3 separate regions of the Sus scrofa genome follow, and all the other regions are linked to region 3. Evidence: chromatin contacts called from public HiChIP or PLAC-seq and promoter capture Hi-C data. All regions are on one chromosome and are shown on one strand. The core of a region is the stretch at or near the end of the contact, and the rest is flanking DNA. Distances in the headings are between cores, read along the strand shown.

Region 1 (2,840 bases), core at 258-2,757, 720 kb before region 3:
CATACTTTCCTACATTAACTATTAACTTCAATACAATACTCTGGACCTATAGCCACTTCTAAAATAGTCATCCTTCTTTTAAAATGACTTCAAAATCCTGAAATGAAACTGAAACTACTTGGAGGTTGTAACTGCATAAACTTCACTGTACACTTATCTATCATTCATAAAACATGGTATGCTTACAATGTAGGGCCGTTACAGTAATAACACCTACAGCAAAATAAAATAATAGAAGCTGCATGTGCGTAAAACAATAGAGACTATATTCCAATTTTGTATAAACATATAGATCAACAAATACACAAATTGCACATAAACATGGACGGTGTCATGTACAACTAAGAAATATGGCAAAACACTAATTCAGAGTTGTTAGGTAAATATGATACCAAACAGTTTCACTTTAAAGAATTCTCCATTTCAGGGTAAAAATCTTAAAAATCGTACCATCCCGACAATGAATAGTTTAGTGACAGTTTAAGAACCGAGAGTAGAGTATACTATAGCATTTCTCTAATTCACAGCAGTGTTTTACAAAGTTTTTCTTAAGCCCAGAAATCCCAGTTTCCCAGATACCAAGGCCCTATAAACTCAGCCTATGACAATGAAAGCCTGACAACCTTCACAAACAGGACAGGTTATTAGTTAACACCACCATCCTCTGCGAAAGCGTGTTCAGGCTTGAAGTAACATCTCCACTTTTGTACTAGGTAGTAGCAGTGCCTGCAGACAATCACACTCGGCTCATTCTGACCTCCTTTGCCCAGGACCACGGTTCTGAGGTCGTCCGGGACGACCTCATGCCCACGCAGGGTCCCGACTGCCTCCAGAGAGTCCCTGGAAATGTCCTAAGTAACTCTTGGGGGCAGTGCTAACGGAGACCTGAAGGCCTAGGCTGGGCCGGAAGCCAAAGCGAGGCCCGGGACGCCCTTGGAGGTTAATCTGCTGGATACCAAAGGTTGCAGGAAGCTGGCAGGCGGCACTAAGGTGGGGCATGGGAAGAAGACGAGGTGACCTTTCCAGCTGGGCTTCTTAGATCCGAGCTAGTTCCAAAAGTGCTCAGCCAGACCCTTTGCCTGTCCCACGACACCCCGCAAAAACCCGCTACTCACCCCCAGGATAGAAACAGCGGCCGCAGGAACCAGAGAGCCGCACACAGGAAGCAAAAGCCATCTGGGAAAGAACGCTTCCGGCGGCAGCCGCGGCCCGCCCCCTCGCACCGAGCATGCGCCACCCGCGGCCGATGGCCTGGAGGGGGCGCGTTTCCGGATTTCAGTAGCAGTGGGGAATTCCGTTGGAGTTAGGTCGAGTGTCCTGTACGCTGGGGTGAGCTGCCTGAGTTTTGCTGCTGAGTCTTAGGGATGGAATTGAGGCAAGTGGTTGTCACCTACCGTATTCTAGGGCTCCAGTTGCAACTCTGGCAAATCCGGGAGGCTTCATGAACGTGCAAAGAAGTGCTCTGTTCCCCCCGCAAAAAAAAGTTGACTTCTGCGGGAACCTTACTTCCGCCCTTCACTCCCTACATCCCTACCCTGGGTGCAAACCCTCTGGCTGCTATTCCGTTTGTTAGCCAAAGCGCTGACGCGCAAGCCCAACCCCCTACCCCTTACCATCTGTCTTTCAGTTTTTAGGGTGAGCTCACCCTCCTCCCCACGTCTGCGCAAACACCTGCGGTGGCGCCTGAAAATCTTTCTGCGAAACTTCTCTGCAGCCCACCCAGACAGGGCTGGTAGTCGGGACAAAATAGAGCATCTGGTAACAGGTTTTGCATTGCGGTGACTTCCCTTTTTCTTTTACCTCTTCCCCTTTCTAGAGTGAGAGACATGGCACAAGAGGTCCCCAGGGACCGTATCTGAAAGCCAGCGCCTCTTGAACACAGACTGCAAGGGGGGGGGGGGTGAGACGACATTGGACACTGCCCCCAGATATAAGAAGCATCACTTCCTTCAGATGGCGGTGAGACTATGAAGCAAAGAGACGGTTCCTTTTACCACCCTCCCCAGGAAGACAGTTTGTGCCTCTCTGCCTTAGGCAGCGTCCTTCAAGGCTAAAATTCTGCAGCCCGATTGTTGAATTCAGTGAATGCTACCCTTGTTACAAGGGGGTGATACTATAGTGAGGATAATAGCTACAGTTTGCTGAATGTGTACTGCGTGTCAGCCAATATGCTTCTTTGTACATCCTTAACCTAAGTTCCTCAAAACACCGGATCATCTAAAATAACCATTATGGAGCTACACTGTGGCGCAGTGGGTTAAGGATCCCAGGTTGCCGTAGCTGTGGCATAGGTGACAGCTGCTTCTGGGATTCAGTACCTGGCCTGGGAACTTCCATTGCTGAGGGTGAGGCTGAAAAAAGAAGGAAAAAAAGTAATGAATAAATAAAATAGAATAGTCACTTTTTATTTATTATTTATAGGTGAGCAAATGGTAAAGCTTAAAGAGAGAAACTTGCCTAAGTTCATGCACCTCACAAGTGGCAAAAAGTTACCCAAGGAGCTCCCTGGCAGCCTAGCAGTTAAAAATTTGGCATTGTCACTGCTATGGCTCAGGTTCACTGCTGTGTCTAGGGTTTGATCCCTGCCTGGAACTCCTGCATGTGAGGAGCATGGCCAGGAAAAAAAAGAAGAAGAAAAAAATCAGATCTTCAAAACTGAGACCTGGATCTGATTCAAATCCTATACTTTTATATTCCTCTTTGAAATAATAATTTAATACCAGTTAAATTTTAAAATCTGGGTAAAAGAGGTAAGACCATGAAGTGAAAAAATCTTAAGACATTAAAGGGTGAGGATGAAATGACAGGAATGCATGAATGTTTAAAAACTGTGTTTGGAT
Region 2 (2,900 bases), core at 228-2,727, 680 kb before region 3:
TGCTGCCCACCCTCTCCAAACGAAGGTGGACAATTCACTTTGCAGCTGGTCAATGCGCTCTGGTTGTCAGCCTTTCTGAATCAGCTCCCTCACGGGATAGGTCTATCAGTCCCAAGTAAGCAGACTTGACAAGTTTGTTCTGGGCTGAAGGCCATTGACTAGGTTCTCCGACCAGATAAGTCACTTGGCTGAGTCTACAGTAGGTGGGGCACGCTCACCAGCTCAGAGGCAGTGACAAAGTTTGTTGCAACATCGTTAAATTCACGCAGCGGGCTGCTGCCCGGAGATACCCTTTTGCCCCAAGAATACAGTACCTGAAAGTTTCGCCCTAAGGGGTAGTGTACTAGCTCCAGACCCCCAGGGTTTGAGAAGTCGCGGTGCTAGGGAATCTAGAACGCGGAGTCTCAGTTTTCCGGCCTCTAGCTTGCTCTGGGGGTAGCAGGCGAAGGGTGCGACCAGTTTGGGAAGTCTCGCTCTAAGATTTGCAAGAATCAACGGCAGCGACCAAGGCGAGGGGAGGCGGGGGCACGTGCTTGGATGTGGGTGCTTGTGTAACCAGCTCCTCAGGCTCCAGTCCCGACAGCGCTTCAGCGGGAGGCTCGTCTGAACCTGTCTTTCCACCAAGACCCAGGAGGCTCTGGGGTCCCTCTGCTTCTGAAAGGCGGGAGCCCTCTGGGCAAAAGAAGCGAAACACTTGCCTCTGGAGTTATCAAATGGGAGTGGGAATTTGGAAAGTTCCCCAACTAGGATCACACGTGACCTCCCCCTGAAAGTAGTTCCGACTGTGGCCCGTATATCCCTCCACCTCTTTTTGAACCCTCCTCGGTCTCCTCGGCTCCGCCCACTCGCCGGGGCTGCAGCTTCCTACCGTCGCGTACTTCACTCTCCGGCCCAGCAACCCGAGTCTCCGCCCGGGTGGTGGAGCGCGGAACCGGGCCCCGGGGCGATCCAGCCAGCCAGGTTTTCACAGCGGCCCAAAAGGGGGCGGGGCGAGGAGTCTTTGGCTCAGTTCGACGCGGTGAACCCTACTGGAACCCCGAGGGGAGAGATGCTCTCTGCTCTCCAGGGGGCTGGGGTGCATCCCAGCGTCGGGTATCAGCTTTCATTTCACCTGGACATTTGTCCTTTGGGATCTAGAAATTCAGGGGCGATGTGTTCATATTCAGCACGCTCTGCTGGACCTTTCAATTTTAGGGCAAATGAACCAGGTTGCCGGGGAAGCGGGAGGTGGGGCGATGCAAGGGAGCCGGATGAGGTGATACACACTAGAGACACAATAGGGGATTCTTTGTATTAAGACTGACACCTTGAGGACACGGGTGGGGGTGGGGGATAGGTGGATTTTTTGGCAGAGGCTGCTGCAGTCAAATCCCTGCGAACGATTGTGATCCGACAGCGGTGCAAAAGGACGGGGGGTTGCAGGCCGTGCCAGGGAAATCTGGGGGCAAGGGGAGAGGTGTCCTCGCTGTAGGGACCATCCTTGCGCTTCCCGGTACACTACCAGCGCAGTCACCTGGTCTTTCCCACCTGTGCACAGGTAACCTCAGACTCGCGTCAGTGACACTGCTCAAAGAACCTGCCTCAGCCTTCACCTTAACCCCCCTGTCTCGCTCGCAACAGCCTATTCTGCCTCGGGTTGCGTTGCTGGGCACAGGCTATGGTTCAGCTCGTCCCCCCACCCTGCGTTGCTGCAGAAGCAGCCGCAGCAAGTGCAGCTTCAGGAGGGGGCCTCGGAACAAGCCCGAGCGAGCCCCGGGCAGTCATACTGGGCATGCTCAGTGGCGCCAGCAGGTTGGGGACTCGGCGCTCGCACCAGAGCTGCCGCTTCTGCCCCCTCCCTAAAACCCCAGCCCTGCCCTGCGCGTCTCTCCCCTGGCGCGGTCCGGCCCGCCTCCCGCCTCCCGCCTCCCCTCGGGCTCCCAGGCGCCCCTGCCCCTAGCGCGGCGGCGGAGGGGGCGGGCAGGCTGGCGGGCGGTGATGTGGCGGGACTCTTTGTGCACTGCGGCAGGATACCCGTTCGGAGCCGGGACGCGGCTGCGCTCAGTTCTCTCCTCTCGGAAGCTGCAGCCATGATGGAAGTTTGAGAGTTGGGCCGCTGTGAGGCGAGACCGGGCTCAGGCGAAGGAGATGAGAGACGGCGGCGGCCGCGGCCCAGAGCCCCTCTCAACGCCTGTGAGCAGCCGCGGGGGCAGCGCCCTCGGGGAGCCGGCCGGCCGGCGGCGGCGGCAGCGGCGGCGTTTCTCGCCTCCTCTTCGTCCTCTTTTCTAACCGTGCAGCCTCTTCCTCGGCTTCTTCTGAAAGGGACGGTGGAAGCCGTGGGCTCGGGCGGGAGCCGGCTGAGGAGCGGCGGCGGCACCTCCCGCTCCTGGAGCGGGGGGGAGAAGCGGCGGCGGCGGCGGCGGCGGCGGCTGCAGCTCCGGGGAGGGGGTCGGAGTCGCCTGTCATCATTTCCAGGGCTGGGAACGCCGGAGAGTTGGTCTCTCCCCTCTTACTGCCTCCAACACGGCGGCGGCGGCGGCGGCACATCCAGGGACCCGGGCCGGTTTTAAACCTCCCCTCCGCCGCCGCCGCACCCCCCCTGGCCCGGGCTCCAGAGGCCGCCGGAGGAGGCAGCCTTTCCGAGGATTATTCGTCTTCTCCCCATTCCGCTGCCGCCGCTGCCAGATCTCTGGCTGCTGAGGAGAAGCAGGCCCAGTCGCTGCAACCATCCAGCAGCCGCCGCAGCAGCCATTACCCGGCTGCGGTCCAGAGCCAAGCGGCAGCAGAGCGAGGGGCATCAGCTACCGCCAAGTCCAGAGCCATTTCCATCCTGCAGAAGAAGCCCCGCCACCAGCAGCTTCTGCCATCTCTCTCCTCCTTTTTCTTCAGCCACAGACTCCCAGACATGACAGCCATCATCA
Region 3 (2,721 bases), core at 13-2,512:
ATCAGCAATGGTATTATCATTTCACTACATTACAGGAGGCAAAGTTTAGCCCTGTTAAAAATGGATGATTTGTATCTTTTTACATAATACAACCAGTATGACTGATTCCACCCCTTTCAACTAACTCACCTTTGATGTTTTTTGGCAAAATGAGGAGTGCAGGTGATGTACTGGGCACCCAAGTCGACTGTGCTCTGAGGATTATGGGCACTGCTGGCTGTAGTCATTCTTCCCCCTTGAATTAATCCCCAGGAAAACGTCTTAGTGCGTTAGAATGAACCTTTTGCAATTAAAGCTGTTCACTCCAGGTTACCACAAGAGGATTATTTTACAGCTGTAGTAGAAGGCATTTGTTTTTTTAAGTTGAAGGCTTTGTCACCTAACATTGTCAGTAAATAGCTAAGAGACAATTCTATCCCTGTGAGGTTTCTGTTGTTGTAGTTGTCGCTGTTTTTAAAGAACACGTGAAAAATGCAGCAATGCTCAGCCCCTGCATCTATTTACTGATTTGAATAAAAGGAATGAATGAACAGAGGAAACAAAGCAAAATAATGAATGCAATGTCAGAACGAATCAACAAACGCTTTCACTCCTGCGGTCAGGTTTCAGGAGAGTGACAGGATTCTGTCAACTGGATCTCCCGCAAAAGTCTTAGTCTACGGGCACGTGCGGACCCTCTTAACCTGCAGAAAGCTGCCAAGGCCAAGATAAAAGTGCATTTATTAGCGACAGCGGCAGGCGCTGGCTAGGCAAACTCTAGTCAGGAATTTTCCCAGCCCTTGCAGGCCGCCGCTAAGGCGCCGGGTATTCCCACCCCGCCCCCAGCCCGCGGAGGTCGCCGCCCCGCCCCCACCCGCGCCCCCTCTCCGGCCTTCCTGGGAGCCGGAAGTCTCCAATCACGTGACCAGGAGCGCGCCCAGCTGCTGGATTTTCTTCACAGACTTACTCAGAGGGAGGCCCAGCGCCCCCTGGGAAGCCTCGGTGCCCGCCGGCTTCCTTTTCCCCTAGTTTGGGCCTGGAGACGACCCACCTGAGTCCCCCGCCTTGTCCCACACAGAGAGGTGTAAAGGACAGGACGCCTCCTTCCTCAGCAGTGCAGCGCACAGGCTTCCCGTCAGCCCCGCACCCACGATCAGCACCCGGGCCATAGCTCGCGGGGTCCGCAGCGAGGCCCGCCGGCCTGCACTCTGGAACCGGCGAAGCCCAGCGGGCTAGAGCTCTCTGCACCCGGCACTCTTGGCCCGACCCGGCCCCTGAACAGTTTCCCGGCCTGCCTGCAGGGGGCGGAGAGGAGGCGATCGGGGCTGAAAGGATGAACAGCTCTGAAGACCAACAAACCTTGGTCTTCCCTTTGCTTTGAGGGCCAGGGGCTGGTTTCTAAGACAGGGTGTGAATTCCCGCCCAACCCTCGCCCCCACTTCGCCCCTGAAAACCTAAATCGTGTAGGTTAGAGTGGGAGACCTCGCCTCTCCACAGGGCTGGTGTTGACTACAGCAAGGGACCCATCCAAGGTAACTGCTAGGTTTACTTACTGTCTCTGCCTTGTGGAACCTTCATTAGCTTAATATTCTGAGTCTGAAAGGTGGGGAGGAGAGGAACAGACCAGCGTGCCAGAGCCTGCTTTCTTCAAGGGCCTTAAGGGCCACTATTCACGAAATAGCAAAAAGATTTTTGAAGAGATTTTGCTTAAAGTAACCTTTAGGCTGTGTGTAAGCGATATAAATTTTTTGAACCTCAACTTCTCCACCCCAAAGCGGGACAAAAAAAAAAAATGTCTGCATTCCAAATTGTTGAAAATTAAAGATATTCAGTTCATCAGAAAATTTTAGATCACTAGTCTCAAGTAAACACTAAGTTTTATGTAAAATCACATTCCAAATGTAAGAGACACAAGGGTGAGCGAGATAAGGATTCATGCCATTACTGCTAGTTTGGTATTTTTTTCTTAACATTGTCGTGGAAATTCTCAATGAAACAACAAAAAGCAAGGATAAGACTAAACTACTAAAAAATTAAAAATTCAGTTACTCTGAATTGCAGATAAATTATTACCTGGAAAACTAGAGAAACTAAACAGTTATCAGACCTATAAGAAAGGTGACAGTGATAGCCAATTATAACAAAAACATTAAAAAAAATGAAATTTTACTTTATGTACACAGTAGGGAGAAATTACCAGGCATCAAACTGGTGATAGATTAATATTACAAGTATCTAATCAAAGATAATAGAACTAGAAGATATAGATCAATGAGACATTTGTAAACAGAAAAAAACAAAACCTAACTGAGCATAAAAATTGAACTGAACAGAAAAACACTGACTACATAATCATTTACAAATTTCAAAAGATGCAAGATGAAATACAAATAGTGAACAAAATTCTGGAGCATATATGAAAGGTTAAAGTTTAACACTCATATAAGATCTTAGATAAACTTTTTATTGAAATATGGTTAGTTTACAATATTAGTTTCAGGTGTACAACATAGTGATCCAATATTTCTATAGATTACATTCCATTTAAATAGTTATTATTAAAAAATAATGACTATATTTCCCTGTGCTATATATCCTTGTTGCTTATTTATTTTGTACATAGTAGTTTGTATATCTTAACCTCTTAACCCTATCTTGTCCCACATCTTTTAACCCTCTGCCCCCTGGTAACCACTAGATTGTTCCCTATATTTGTGAGCCTGTTTCTGTTTTATTATAACA

What was found. Promoter capture Hi-C pulls out the DNA fragments that hold promoters and counts their contacts. HiChIP or PLAC-seq counts read pairs in DNA pulled down with a chosen protein or histone mark.
Region 1: a contact with region 3 is called in a promoter capture Hi-C map of fetal skeletal muscle, with 5 times the contacts expected there. The contact joins the promoter of ATAD1 here to the promoter of RNLS in region 3. A contact is called at or near these places in 1 of 5 promoter capture datasets (fetal skeletal muscle) and 1 of 2 datasets of contacts at active chromatin or transcription factors (alveolar macrophages).
Region 2: a contact with region 3 is called in an H3K27ac HiChIP or PLAC-seq map of alveolar macrophages. The contact joins the promoter of KLLN here to the promoter of RNLS in region 3. A contact is called at or near these places in 1 of 5 promoter capture datasets (fetal skeletal muscle) and 1 of 2 datasets of contacts at active chromatin or transcription factors (alveolar macrophages).

What each region holds. Positions count from the first base shown.
Region 1 is chr14:99,883,997-99,886,836 of Sscrofa11.1, forward strand. ATAD1 (ATPase family AAA domain-containing protein 1) reads right to left here and starts at 1,508. Exons shown (of 12, transcript XR_002338606.1): 1 at 1,116-1,508.
Region 2 is chr14:99,927,410-99,930,309 of Sscrofa11.1, forward strand. KLLN (killin) reads right to left here and starts at 1,478. Exons shown (of 3, transcript XM_021073704.1): 1 at 1,395-1,478; 2 at 837-1,025; 3 at 1-834. The coding sequence starts at 1,478. The coding sequence ends at 262. It overlaps PTEN (phosphatase and tensin homolog), which reads left to right and starts at 2,647. Exons shown (of 9, transcript NM_001143696.1): 1 at 2,647-2,900. The coding sequence starts at 2,885.
Region 3 is chr14:100,603,691-100,606,411 of Sscrofa11.1, forward strand. It overlaps RNLS (renalase), which reads right to left and starts at 1,263. Exons shown (of 8, transcript XR_002338669.1): 1 at 1,031-1,263; 2 at 130-235. LOC110256749 (a long non-coding RNA gene) reads left to right here and starts at 1,288. Exons shown (of 4, transcript XR_002338671.1): 1 at 1,288-1,511.